3 separate regions of the Mus musculus genome follow, and regions 2 and 3 are each linked to region 1. Evidence: chromatin contacts called from public Hi-C data. All regions are on one chromosome and are shown on one strand. Each heading gives the region's core, a stretch centred on a gene start, on an enhancer-like site or on the middle of the called end of the contact. The rest is flanking DNA. Distances are from core to core; before and after follow the strand shown.

Evidence for each region. Hi-C and Micro-C count contacts between places; a contact is called where the count stands out from the background.
Region 2: a Hi-C map of pre-B cells shows a contact between it and region 1, with 4 times the contacts expected there. The contact joins the promoter of Wrn here to the promoter of Asah1 in region 1. A contact is called at or near these places in 1 of 39 promoter capture datasets (pre-B cells) and 1 of 484 Hi-C or Micro-C datasets (pre-B cells).
Region 3: a contact with region 1 is called in a Hi-C map of uterus, with 8 times the contacts expected there. The contact joins the promoter of Cenpu here to the promoter of Asah1 in region 1. A contact is called at or near these places in 1 of 39 promoter capture datasets (pre-B cells) and 1 of 484 Hi-C or Micro-C datasets (uterus).

What each region holds. Positions count from the first base shown.
Region 1 is chr8:41,372,997-41,377,030 of GRCm38.p6, forward strand. Asah1 (N-acylsphingosine amidohydrolase 1) reads right to left here and starts at 1,701. Exons shown (of 14, transcript NM_019734.3): 1 at 1,514-1,701. The coding sequence starts at 1,588.
Region 2 is chr8:33,383,546-33,387,579 of GRCm38.p6, forward strand. Wrn (Werner syndrome RecQ like helicase) reads right to left here and starts at 1,982. Exons shown (of 34, transcript NM_011721.4): 1 at 1,797-1,982. Purg (purine-rich element binding protein G) reads left to right here and starts at 2,297. Exons shown (of 2, transcript NM_001382855.1): 1 at 2,297-2,518; 2 at 2,785-4,034. The coding sequence starts at 2,791. The coding sequence ends at 3,843.
Region 3 is chr8:46,550,019-46,554,052 of GRCm38.p6, forward strand. Cenpu (centromere protein U) reads left to right here and starts at 2,051. Exons shown (of 13, transcript NM_027973.4): 1 at 2,051-2,109; 2 at 3,997-4,034. The coding sequence starts at 2,069.

The sequences.
Region 1 (4,034 bases), core at 451-2,950:
CTGATAAAGAGTTACACACTGTGTAACTCAGAACAGCATCTCTTGCTAAATCAAAGGATGCTCTGCTTCTACTCTCTACAACAAATCCTGGGTTACACTCAAATTCTCCAAGTATTTTGTTTAGAATTTGTTGTTACTTAACCCACGGTTGAAAAGGTCTATATCAGTCCCTCACATCAAACACTAGACCTAGTTTGCTCAACCATTATGTGTCCTTTGGTAATCTTTGGGCAAAAAGGCACAAGCTATCAAAATACTTAATTCTTCAACAATTCTTACAATCCCAACCAAGTTTGGTAAATCAATTCTTTATCTACACTAGAGCAAACGTTTTGCTCTTCCTTCAATCTTTTGTACATACTATGTGGGTTTTGGTCACTGAAATTACTCTGTATACCATTCTGCATTCTACTTTGTGTTGTGTGGTGTTTTTCAGACAAGGTTTCTCTGTGTCCATTGTTGTCCTAGAACATTCGCCTACCTCTATCTCCCAAGTGCTGGGATTTAAAGGCGTGTGCCACCCTCTGCCCTGATGTGCATTCTACTTTTATCTACTAAGTATCTATTCTAGTGGCTGGCTAATTTTCTCTCTCTCTCTCTCTCTCTCAAATTCAAAAAAGCATTTCTCCTTCTAGGAATAAAATTAAAAGAACTCCTGCTGCTCCCATTTCCAATGTCTTGCCTCTTTTCAAAATTCTTGTCATCTGGCACAGGTAAGGTGCATCCAGGTTCCTAGTTATCAAATCTGGCAACAAAACAGTCTTCAATTCTATAGCCTTTATAGAATCGATCTATGAAATGTCGCTGTCGGGCTTTGACCTAGAGGCTGAACTTAGAAATGTTTCTGGGAACAACGATGTGACCTCTGGCTACATTTTTCACTCCAGGGCTATACTTCCTCTTCTAGTAAATACAAGAATCATGTTAGTTCCTCACAGTCTCTTGCGGATATATAAAGTCTGTGGCATTGTGACTTGGTCGAGCAGCACCACGGTACAGACAGACATTCCATGCCTGGGCGTGAAGGCCACAGCCAGTACAGCCTTCTTAGGGGGGCGGGGTGGGGGTGGGTTCCCATCATCTGGGCTAAGACTGCATGTGACCCATAGCTTCCTGCGATGGTTTCTTCAGGAAAAAGCACTAGGTAACCAGGCAGAAAATACTACGGCCACCAGTCAATCGTTAGCTTTTTCTCTGGAGAGTTCCGCCTACAGTAGCTGGTAATCTCAAATATAAGATTGGAGAATGCGTGAATCCTACACAGTTGTTCTTGAAAGTTAGAACTTCCCTAAAATGTGTACTCGGTCCATACAGCAGCAAAGCCACTTAGCCCGGGGTTCACAAGCCACATTTGCACCCATACTCCGCGGGACCGAACCAGAGTTCCCCCGACGCCTCACGGAAGATACAGACCGCGAGCAGGTGTCCCTCACCCGCCCCGCCACAGCTGCGCCCACCTCCCCCTGAGCCCGCGCCTGCACCCCCATCTGTGCCTCGGCTGGAGCTCACCCACCGGCGGCACATCCTGTGCCTGGGCGCAGGTGACTGCCGCGGCTAGGACCCAGGTGAGAAGACTTTGGCCCCGCATCTTCCCAGCTGCAAGCGCCGCTCCGAGGGACTCTAGCAGCAGCTGCAGCAGGGACCACCTCCACCAGCAGCAGGCCGCACCCCAACGCGTGATCAGCGACCCTGGGCCACACCATGCACGGCAGGGGACACGCCAGAGATAGAGGCGCCGGGCCGAGTCCCTAGAGCGGAGTCCGCGCACAGGGCCGAGAGGGGCTGCGCCCCCAGCACGCCACGCAGTGGTTTCGTCCAGCCTTAGCCGCACCCCGGGGCGGGACTTCCAGTTTTCCTCTGGCCTTCACTCGTTTGGAGCGCGGGGGCCGGGGCAAGACGCTGGTGCTGGAGGATTTCTGAGGGCGGACGCCGACTGACTCGGGAGAGGTTGGCTCCTAGGCGTCGCGGTTCCTGAGCCCACCAAAGGGACAGAGTTTCAGAGCATAGCGTCAGACCTAGTTTGCCTTCTGGGGAAGGCTGGCTCCAAGTGAGTCACTCAATCCATCCATCCTGCCCGAGGGATCACAACCAGAGAGGACAAGTGTCAGGGTCAGAAGTTTCATCTCTCGGGTACTCTAGGTACTTAAGGCACTGCTAAATCCTAGGATTTAGATTTTAGTTTCTTGCTGTTATGTCCGGGGTTGGAGAGGTTGAAGGGGTGGGACCTTCATCGATGTATTTGTCGCCGCGTTACTCAACTCCTGTTTTCCTTTAGCTCGTGAGAAGCCAGTTGGTCCAGCGGACCTAAACCTAGGACAGGTACTTGGTACTTCATAGTCTACTTTGAAAAGCAGATAAAAGTGAAATACTTGCTTGGCTTTTACCTTGGACAAGGCTCTCCATAATAGGATGAGTTATCTAGAATCCAACAGGAAAAAAATGCCTCTAGATTTACATTTTCTGCTTCGACGACAGGCATCTCAAGAAGTTTGGAGGCTTTTAAAAAAATGCTTCTATAAAACTCACTCAGGACCATTAAAATCCTATTTTAATTCTCACCCCCGACTCCTGTGCTGGGGATCCGAGTATTTTTCCTTTTTGGTGTAAAAAACACCTAAATTTGGAGGCAAATGATAAATAAGTTGGCTTTTGTTTGTTTGTTTTTTGTTTGTTTGTTTTTGAGGAAGTTTAGATGTTGATACACAACACAGGATTAAGAAACACTTAGAGGGCCGGGCGGTGGTGGCGCGTGCCTTTAATCTCAGCACTTGGGAGGCAGAGACAGGCGGATTTCTGAGTTCAAGGCCAGCCTGGTCTACAAATTGAGTTCCAGGACAGCCAAGACTATACAGAGAAACCCTGTCTCAAAAAAAAAAAAAAAACAACAACAACAACAACAAAACAAAACAAAAAAAAACAAACAAACAAAAAAAGAAATCTTACTTAGGTAAGCAAGATTGGAAAATACTTACTTTTTGAAGGGGGACACTGAGGACTGTTTTAGACAGCAACCTGAGGCAGAAAGCTGTCTTCAGTCACTGACTCTGGCGTTTCAAACCTGCCTAGACAAGATAGCAAGATTTCATCTCCAAAATAAAACAAAACAGAATATATCAGGTCTCTGATGCAGAGTTTGAGGAAGCAACAAAAAGGCACAAAGTTCTTCCCTTATGAAACTTACTAGATGGGAAATAGCAAACACCAGGCATGTGAGGTTCATCTGTAAAATAGCAAGCAAAAGCTGTAAATGTTGGGGGATGGGGGGAGGTCGGGCAAGGAGTAGAAGAATGTAGAAGCTAGGAAGGGGATTGGAATTTTTAACATGCAGGCAGGGAAGACATGATTGAAAAGAGGAGGTCTGAACAGTAAGTGGTAGAATTAGTCTGATGGATGCGCAGGAGGATGCGCATCCTGGAGGGAGACAGGGGCTCTGTAGTGCAAAGGTAGACTAGGGAGACTGTGACTGAACAAAAGCTTTGCACCATAAAGTGATACATGTTTCAAGTTATGCTTATTCTGGTGGAAAGATTACACTTTGCAGATTACACATCAAAGCACTAGGCTGTCCTGCATAACTATACATTTCATGCTTTATGTATACGTTAACACATCTTTAGCAAGTGAAATGCTACGACTCGGTTTTTTAAATTATAGTACTAAGTTTAGCTACTTTAAGACTTTCATGCTCATTTCTTCATGCTAACCAAAAACTGAGAAAATAATGTATATCCTTTTAAATGCTTTCAAAGTGAAAGCATTTTTAGGAGATAAAACAAAATAGTAACAAAAGACCAAGGACATTAGACAGAGACAAGATTGTTATTTTTTTTTAAAGTGTACACTATGTTCAGCTACACTAGAAAAGCCCATGTGGCAGCCTCTGAGGAATGAGGGAGAAATAAGTTAGGTCAGAGATAAAGGAAGCAAAGCAGATTAAAGACAAGAGCCACTGTAAGGACTGGGCCTTTCCTCTGGGAATATTTAGAATGCTGAATACATATGGTCAATGATGAACCTGCTGAATTTCTATGAAG
Region 2 (4,034 bases), core at 732-3,231, 8.0 Mb before region 1:
AGAGATACATCAAAAAACTTTAAAGCAGGGACACAGATACACACAACATTCAGGGCAAAGGAGAAACCAACCTATCAGTAGTATAAAAGATAAGCAAACTATCGCACATATGCACAAGGAACCATTCATTCACTAATTCAGCCTTAAAACAGGAATTAAGCTCAGCTCTGAACAACAGCATAGATGGGCCTTGAAAAGGAAACCTTGCTGGATGGACGGAGCCACATCTGTCAGGTGCAAAAGAACAAATGGCTCTATTTACATGAAGTATCTGAAATGCATGGATTCATAAGAGAAGTGAAATATTACAAAAATTTCTGGGGCCTGGGAAGAGGAGGCCATAGAGTTATTGCTTTATGGCTGCAGAGTCTCTGCTTAGGATGAAGAGCAAGTTCTGGAAGTAGGGCTAGGGTGTGCGCAGTAAAAGAATAGGTATTTATAGCATGGGCAATGCCCAGCATCCAAAAACAGACAAACAAGAACCCAAATCAACAACAAAGAACGTGGTAGCAGTAGATAGCGGCGACATTTGCACATGCAGAGTGTAATTTATTATCACTGAACTGTACTTAAAATTATTAAACTGGCAAATTATAGTGTGTGTGTGTGTGTGTGTGTGTGTGTGTGTGTGTGTGTGTGTTTCCCTGAAAACTCGACCAGAGCTTCCCAACACTTCAGGATGACACACCAGATTCCTAACATAGTCATGAATCCTGCATAATCTCTCTGATCTCTAAGAGCAGGCCCCTTTTCTCTACCCTAAAGGCCTTTCTAGGTTACTCTTACTCCAAGCAGCCTCCTTCAGGCTTGCACTTTCTTTCCTGTCCCATAGACACTTCCTTCACAGTGAGGACCTATTGGGAATTGTACCTCCCAACACCCACTGGCCCTCACCCGTCTTTCTTTCATTTTCACTTTGTCAATACTGCACTTGGCATTTTGTGTATCTCTTTCCGCTAAATTGTGAGCTCAAAAATGGGTAAATTTTCTGTTTCATTCATTTTGTTATCTCAGCAGCGCTCAACAATTATATGCTGAATTAGCAGAGCTGGGATGCCATTCAATTGAAGAGCGCTGTATCAAGCAGGTGAGTGGTCCCAGTCTGGGGTTCCATCCTCAAAGCAAGAGGAGACACAGGGGACAACTAGTATACAACGACATCGAGTACCAAACTGCCCTATACGCCGCAGGCTTTGCATACAATCTCTAATAAAAGATCAAGAGGGCATGACAGGGTAGGCCGTACTCTCTTGAGTTCGAGGACAGCCTGGGCTAAAAGTGTGAGGGGCTACAGAAGAGAAGCCGGGTCTCAATAAAACCAAAGGGAAAAATAAGGCTGAAATTTGTTATTTGGGGACTCTGGATTAGCATCCTAAAGAGTTTTTTGCTCTCCAGGTTTTTACATATCAGGTCTATGGGAGAACGAGTCATATTCAACAAGACCAAATGCTCATTAGTACAATGACTTAACCTTAAGAGGTCCAAAACAATTTGCTCAGTAGTGGAAAGTCGGTTGCCTCCCCGGACTCAGTTACCTCTGCCTCCGAAGCGCTATAAACAGCAGCTGGGGCGGAAGAGGCGGGAAAGCCCACTGACGGGACCAGAGGAGGCCTGTGGCTCCGAGGCCCCTTTCCAGGGGATCTGAAGGAGAAAGGAGGCAAGGCTCCCTTTCCAAGAATCTCCCCAACACAACCCCAAGAGAAAGCCTCGTGGGAGAGAGAAACAAGCGTCCGAGATGCGTAGATATAGCCCAGGGTACGCAAAGGGGAGAGGCAAAAGCGGGGAAGGCACGTTACCCTGAGAAGAGCCAGATCTAAGGGTCTTCTCCTCCAGCAGGATGATTTATGGAGGACTGAGAACCAAAGCCCAGGACCCAGGCATCGAGAGAGGCCTCACATTTACTAACTTTATACCAACGGGCGCCTCGGTGCACTTCTGGTCTGGCGACTGCCCTTCCCTGCACTCCGCCCGCGGCCCCGCCCAACCTCTCCCAGCCGCGCCGCCCTCCCACCCACCGCAGCCACCCCGCGCAGCACGCATGCTCAGAGCTGACGGCCGCTGGGCACGCTGGGAAATGTAGTCTCAACGCAGGTGCGGGTGAGTCGCGGGAAATCACAACCCTCCCGCCACCTCTCCTGCCGGCTCTCTCGCACGCCGGGTCCCCGCGCGCTGTCTGCCGTCAGGGCGCGCCCGGAGGCAGAGCCCGAGTCCCCCGTCTTTCCGCTAGCGCGGCTGGGGAGGCGGGGTCCCAAGCCCGGCCCCTCAGGCAGCTCCCCGCCTCCCTCCCGCCCTCCCCGCGGCGTCGGGCCGGTGCCCGAATCCAGGCAGCGGCCGCAGGAGGCGCGGCGGCGGCGGTGGGCGCCGCAGGCGATGCCCCTGCCCCGCTGCTCCGGCGGGGGGCAGAGCGCGCGGCGGCGGCGGCGGCGGCGGGGAAGGAGGCGGGGGGCGGCGGCGGAGGGGCCGAGAGCTGGCGGCGGCGGCGGCGGTGGTCGTGAAGGGCATCGGTGACGGAGATGATGTGAGTGTCGGCTGGCTGGGACCCCCGGGGCTGCCGAGCCGGAGCTGGGCGGCTGGCAGCGTACGGGAATCGGAGCGGGAGGCCTGGGGCGGCAGAGGGGATGCTGTGTGCGCGGTGCGGAGCCGGCCGAGGCCGGAGCGCGAGAGCCGGGCCAGAGTAGGGGTTCCGGGCGGCGGCAGCGGGGGCAGTGCGGACCCAGGGGCGTCTGCGATTGTTCTCAACACCCCTCCCCCATCCCACCCCGTGTGTCTGTTTGTCACTTGCAGCTGAAGATGGAAAGAGCCAGGCGAAGGGGAGGCGGCGGCAGCGGCGGCGGCCGTGGCCGCGGAGGCAAGAATGTAGGGGGCCCTGGCCTAAGCAAGAGTAGACTCTATCCCCAGGCCCAGCATTCTCACTACCCCCACTACTCCGCGTCAGCCACCCCTAATCAGTCTGGGGGCACATCCGAAATCCAGGAGCTAGCCTCCAAACGTGTGGACATCCAGAAAAAGAGGTTTTACCTAGACGTGAAGCAGAGCTCCCGGGGCCGCTTCCTAAAGATAGCCGAAGTCTGGATAGGGAGAGGCCGGCAGGACAATATCAGAAAGAGTAAACTGACCCTCTCCCTGTCGGTAGCAGCAGAGCTGAAGGACTGTCTAGGCGACTTCATCGAGCACTATGCCCATCTGGGCCTGAAAGGCCACAGACAGGAGCATGGCCAGAGCAAAGAGCAAGTCTCCAGGAGGCGGCAGAAGCACTCTGCACCCTCCCCACCGGTGTCAGTGGGGTCAGAAGAGCATCCTCACAGTGTCCTCAAAACGGACTATATAGAGAGGGACAATAGGAAATACTACCTGGACCTAAAGGAAAACCAACGAGGTCGCTTCCTAAGGATTAGACAAACCATGATGCGGGGCACTGGCATGATCGGTTACTTTGGCCACAGTTTGGGCCAGGATCAGACTATTGTCCTCCCAGCACAAGGTATGATTGAATTTCGTGATGCCTTGGTTCAGCTGATTGAAGACTACGGCGAAGGAGACATAGAAGAACGAAGGTGTGGAGACGACGACCCACTTGAACTCCCAGAGGGGACCTCTTTCAGAGTGGACAATAAAAGGTTCTACTTTGATGTGGGCTCTAATAAATATGGAATTTTCCTGAAGGTAAGTGAGGTGAGACCGCCTTACCGTAATACTATTACTGTTCCGTTCAAAGCTTGGACAAGGTTTGGGGAGAATTTTATCAAGTATGAAGAAGAGATGAGGAAAATTTGCAACAGCCATAAGGAAAAGAGAATGGATGGCCGTCGGGCCAGTGGTGAAGAACAAGAATGCCTGGACTAGCGTGAAATTGAACTCCAGCAGGCAGAATTTAGAAATCAGTAATTGGCTAAACGTACTGATCCGTAATCATGATCATTTGAAGAAGTTTCTCCTCTTTTGGGCCCTCTGTTATTAGTAATACCTCTAATAGTTTATACTTAAAAGGAGTCTGATTCTCATGTTATGTTATACATAGATCACTATAATTCTCA
Region 3 (4,034 bases), core at 801-3,300, 5.2 Mb after region 1:
GAGTGGTTTCTTTTTTCCCCAACTCCAAAGCATAAAAGGTTTATCCACATCTCCCTTCCCAGAAAATGGAGTTACCTCTGCTCTCTATAGTATGCCAGTTTTCCATGCTTCCAGGAAGCCCGTTTCTACCCATCCATGAGGAACTTCCTGCAATACCCACAAGGTGATCTGCCCTCCTCTGGCAGTCATCCAGATGGTTTCTGGGTAATTGAGGACGCACACCTTTCGATGACGAGGAAACAGAAATAACCTTGAGGGAAACGCACGTCATAAACACAAGCGTTTCATCTCAGTAGACAGGAGATGTGAAACTCTTTAGAACTTACTGAGTAGGCAGAGTGGAGGGAGGGGTAAAGAAAACAGTCTACAGTTCACAAAACAATGTACAAAACCTGGTGTCATGCAAAGCTGACCACGACTACATCTTACATGGTATCTCTACTGACCCTAGATACTCACAGACAAGTGCCCTGGAAGATGTGCGTAAGAATTCCTGGTGATGTGCTGTCGGGAATAGTAAATAGAAAACATTGATGTACCCATAGCACAGAGGAATAAAAGCGATGCAAATAGTTACTTAATGAATTCCAAAGGCAGCATGAATGAACTACAGCTGCATGCAGATGTGGACACTTTAAAAATTATGGCTTTGGTTAGGATACTTGCAGAAAACCTACCAAACGTTATTTATAGAGATAGAAATATACAATGATTATACACAGAGGCATATCGAGGCTGAAAAGCATAAAAATGCTAAAGACAAATAAAAAAAACCGTATGGTTTGTGAAAAGGGCCATTCATGGAAGAGTCTGAGAGAACTGTTACATTTTATGTTCTGATTCAGTAATATAGGTGTCTATGTTTTATTTTTACAGTGTTAAATACCCTTTGTTGGAGACAGGGTTTCTTTGTGTAGGCCTGGCTGTCCTGGAACTCACTCTGTAGGCCATGCTACCTGCTTCTGCCTCTAGGACTAAAGGCAAGCACCACCACTGCCTAGCTTGTATTCATATTTTTATTGTGATAAAATTTATAACATAAAATTGGACATTTCAGCTTTTTATTCCAGTCATTTTAAGTGTTTAAATACATCCACCTTTTTTACACAACCATCTATCTCTCCCATCACCCCCATTTCTGGCCTTTCTCATTACCACTGTGTTTTAGGTTAATCAAGAAATCATTGTTGGAGCTGGAGAGATGACTCAGCCATTTGGAGCCTCTTGCCAAAGACCTCAGAGTTTCCCAGCCTCATAACTATCTGTAACTCCAGTTTCAGGGTATCTGATGCCCTCCTCTGACCTCCACTGGGACCACGGATGTGTATATATATATGCGTGTGTGTGTGTGTATATATACATACATATGCGTATATATAATAAATATATAACATTTTGCATCGATACACATAAATCTTAAAAAAAAATTCATTGCCAAGTCCAACGTCTTGATTCAGTTTTCTTCTGAGTTTGGCCGTTTTTTTTACTTCTTATATCTTTGATCCCTTTAAATCAATTTTTCATTCTTTTGTACCACAAGAAAAATGTAAAAACAAAAGAATCGTGAGTATGGATCCAGAAGGGACCTTCCCGCTTTACGAAGGACCTGGAAGGGAGGACAAATAACGTGTCGCGTTCAACAGTGAGCTGCTACAGGGAGCTAAAAGCGGCATCTGCATTTAGCAATGCGAAGGATTTGACAGTAGTCCATCAACTAACAGCCCGCCCGGAAGCACTGGAGTTTTGGATCCGCTGGCGGCTGGCTCGGGTCCACCCACACCCACACCAGCTCCGGGTCATTTACCCGCCCACGAGGCCGGGGAGTTCTAAATTTACGGAACGGAGCGAGAGCGGGAGAGACAGCCTGCAGCAGCTAAGCCGGTTGCTTTGGACTCCGCTCCGCTGTTGGGTGTTTTCCAGGCCTGGATTTCATCGTGCTCTCGCCCAGGACGCTCTCTGGCCCCGCCCCGGAAAAGGCGGAGCATAGCGAGGACTAGGCTCTGATTGGCTGTTCAGAGCAAGACCGGCTAGGCGCGAGTTTGGAGTCCCTGCCTTTGGGAACGGTAGGATGGCTGCAAGGAGAAGTTTGAGATACTCGGGGAACCCGGGGTAAGTGCTGCCGCCCCGAAATCCGCCCAGGATGGGCTCAACCCGTCCCAGAGACTCGCTGACCCGGCCTCAATTCCCACAGCCCCGAATCCTAGAGCCAGGAGTCAAGCTGTGTGGTAGGGGAACTCAGACACCAGCGTCGCTTTCATGTGACAAGCAAATATTTAACAGTAATCATTTCTGGTCTGTCGACATTGCTTTTTATTTCTAAGACGCAGCTGTTTTCGTAATAGAAAACACGGAAGCCAAACGAAATCTCTAGCGAGGGACCAGGCAGCTGCTTGTTTAGAGCTTGGGCTGGCCTTGCCTAAATACCTAAAGGACATTCAGAGTGCTTCATGGATCTTTTCATTATATAAGAGGTGTGCATCTGAAAAGAAGTTAGTAAGCGGCCCGAAAGGTTAGCGCCACCAACTCCTGGCGAAGGATATTCTGGGCGTGTCTGGCGCGCATCCAAAGCCTGGTAGAGATTTGGATAGAAAGGTCTCCTCTGCGTAGGAAGTCTTCCGTGGGAGGATTACCTATGGAAGATGATGCTTGTAGCTACCACAGGACACAGATGGTGGGGGAATCCACATTCGGTGAGCAGTGGGAAGGAAGATTTAAAAAGGGCAAAGGAGCTTATCAGGGCATGCTGGTTTGTGCTTTTACCTTTTTTGGTTTTTCGAGACAGAATTTTTCTGTGTGGCCCTGGCTGTCCTGGAACTCAACTCTTGTAGACCAGGCTGGCCATAAACTTAGAGATCACCTGCCTCAGCCTCCCAAGTGCTGAGATGAAAGGCGTGAGCCACCACCACCTTTGAGCAAGGGAAAGGAGCTTAGAACTTGATCTGCCAAACCAGTGGTTTTTGTTGTTTCAACATCTTGAGGCTTGGAATTTATGAAATCTGTTCATTATCACTCCTAAAACACACGGATGCATACAGCAAAGATTATATAAAATGGTTACTGTAGAGATTTCCTTTAGGAAAGAAAGAGGTTTCTGTAGAGTTTGGAAACTGCTCCAGGACTCCAGCCCACAGCTAGAAGGGAATTTCTCTGGTTTTGGAGCACACACAAGAAACAGGTAGAGGGGCTGGTGAGATGGCTCAGCAGGTAAAAGCACTGACTGCTCTTCTGAAGGTCCTGAGTTCAAATCCCAGCAACCACATGGTGGCTCACAATCACCCGTAATGAGATCTGACACCCTATTCTGGTGGGTCTGAAGACAGCTACAATGTACTTGTGTATAATAATACCTAAATCTTTGGGCTAGAGCCAGCAGGGACTGAGCAAGTGGAGTTGACCGGAGCGAGCAGAGCAGAGGTCCTAAAAGCTCAATTCCCAACAACCACATGAAGGCTCAGGCTCACAACCATCTGTACAGCTACAGTGTACTCCTATACATAAAATAAACAAATCATAAAAAAAAAGAGTCAGATGGAAAAGAGTTCAGGCTAGGCAATTTATGCCTCCAGGTTGTCCCACCTACTTCTGTTTCGAGGTGCCATTCAGAAGTCACTTAAGCTTTCTGAGCTCAGAATCACAGTCTGCGGTTATCCCAAAGCAAAGGCAGTACAGGTCTGAGAGTTGGCTACAAGTGGGGAGTCCCAGCCCCCTCCCCTCGGATTATTACTGCGGTATTCTGTGCTGGGAGTGTGGGTGGCAATAAGTCTTTTCTATTGTAGCCTAATACACACAACTGAGATGGTTAACAAAGTGATAGGTGTCCCCCCCAACCCTGCTCCCCAGTGGTTTATTGCCTGGCTTCAGCTCTGCTGGGTGAGCAGTAATGAGGATAATTTGGAAAGGTGCGCCTTGGAAGGATTATAGCTTACAGTGCTTTCCCAGTTGCTCAAAATATCTGCTGAATTCACTTTTAAAATTTTGTCATCTGTGTTTTAATAGTGCAAAACATTCAAAGAACACTTTGAGAAGCACATATT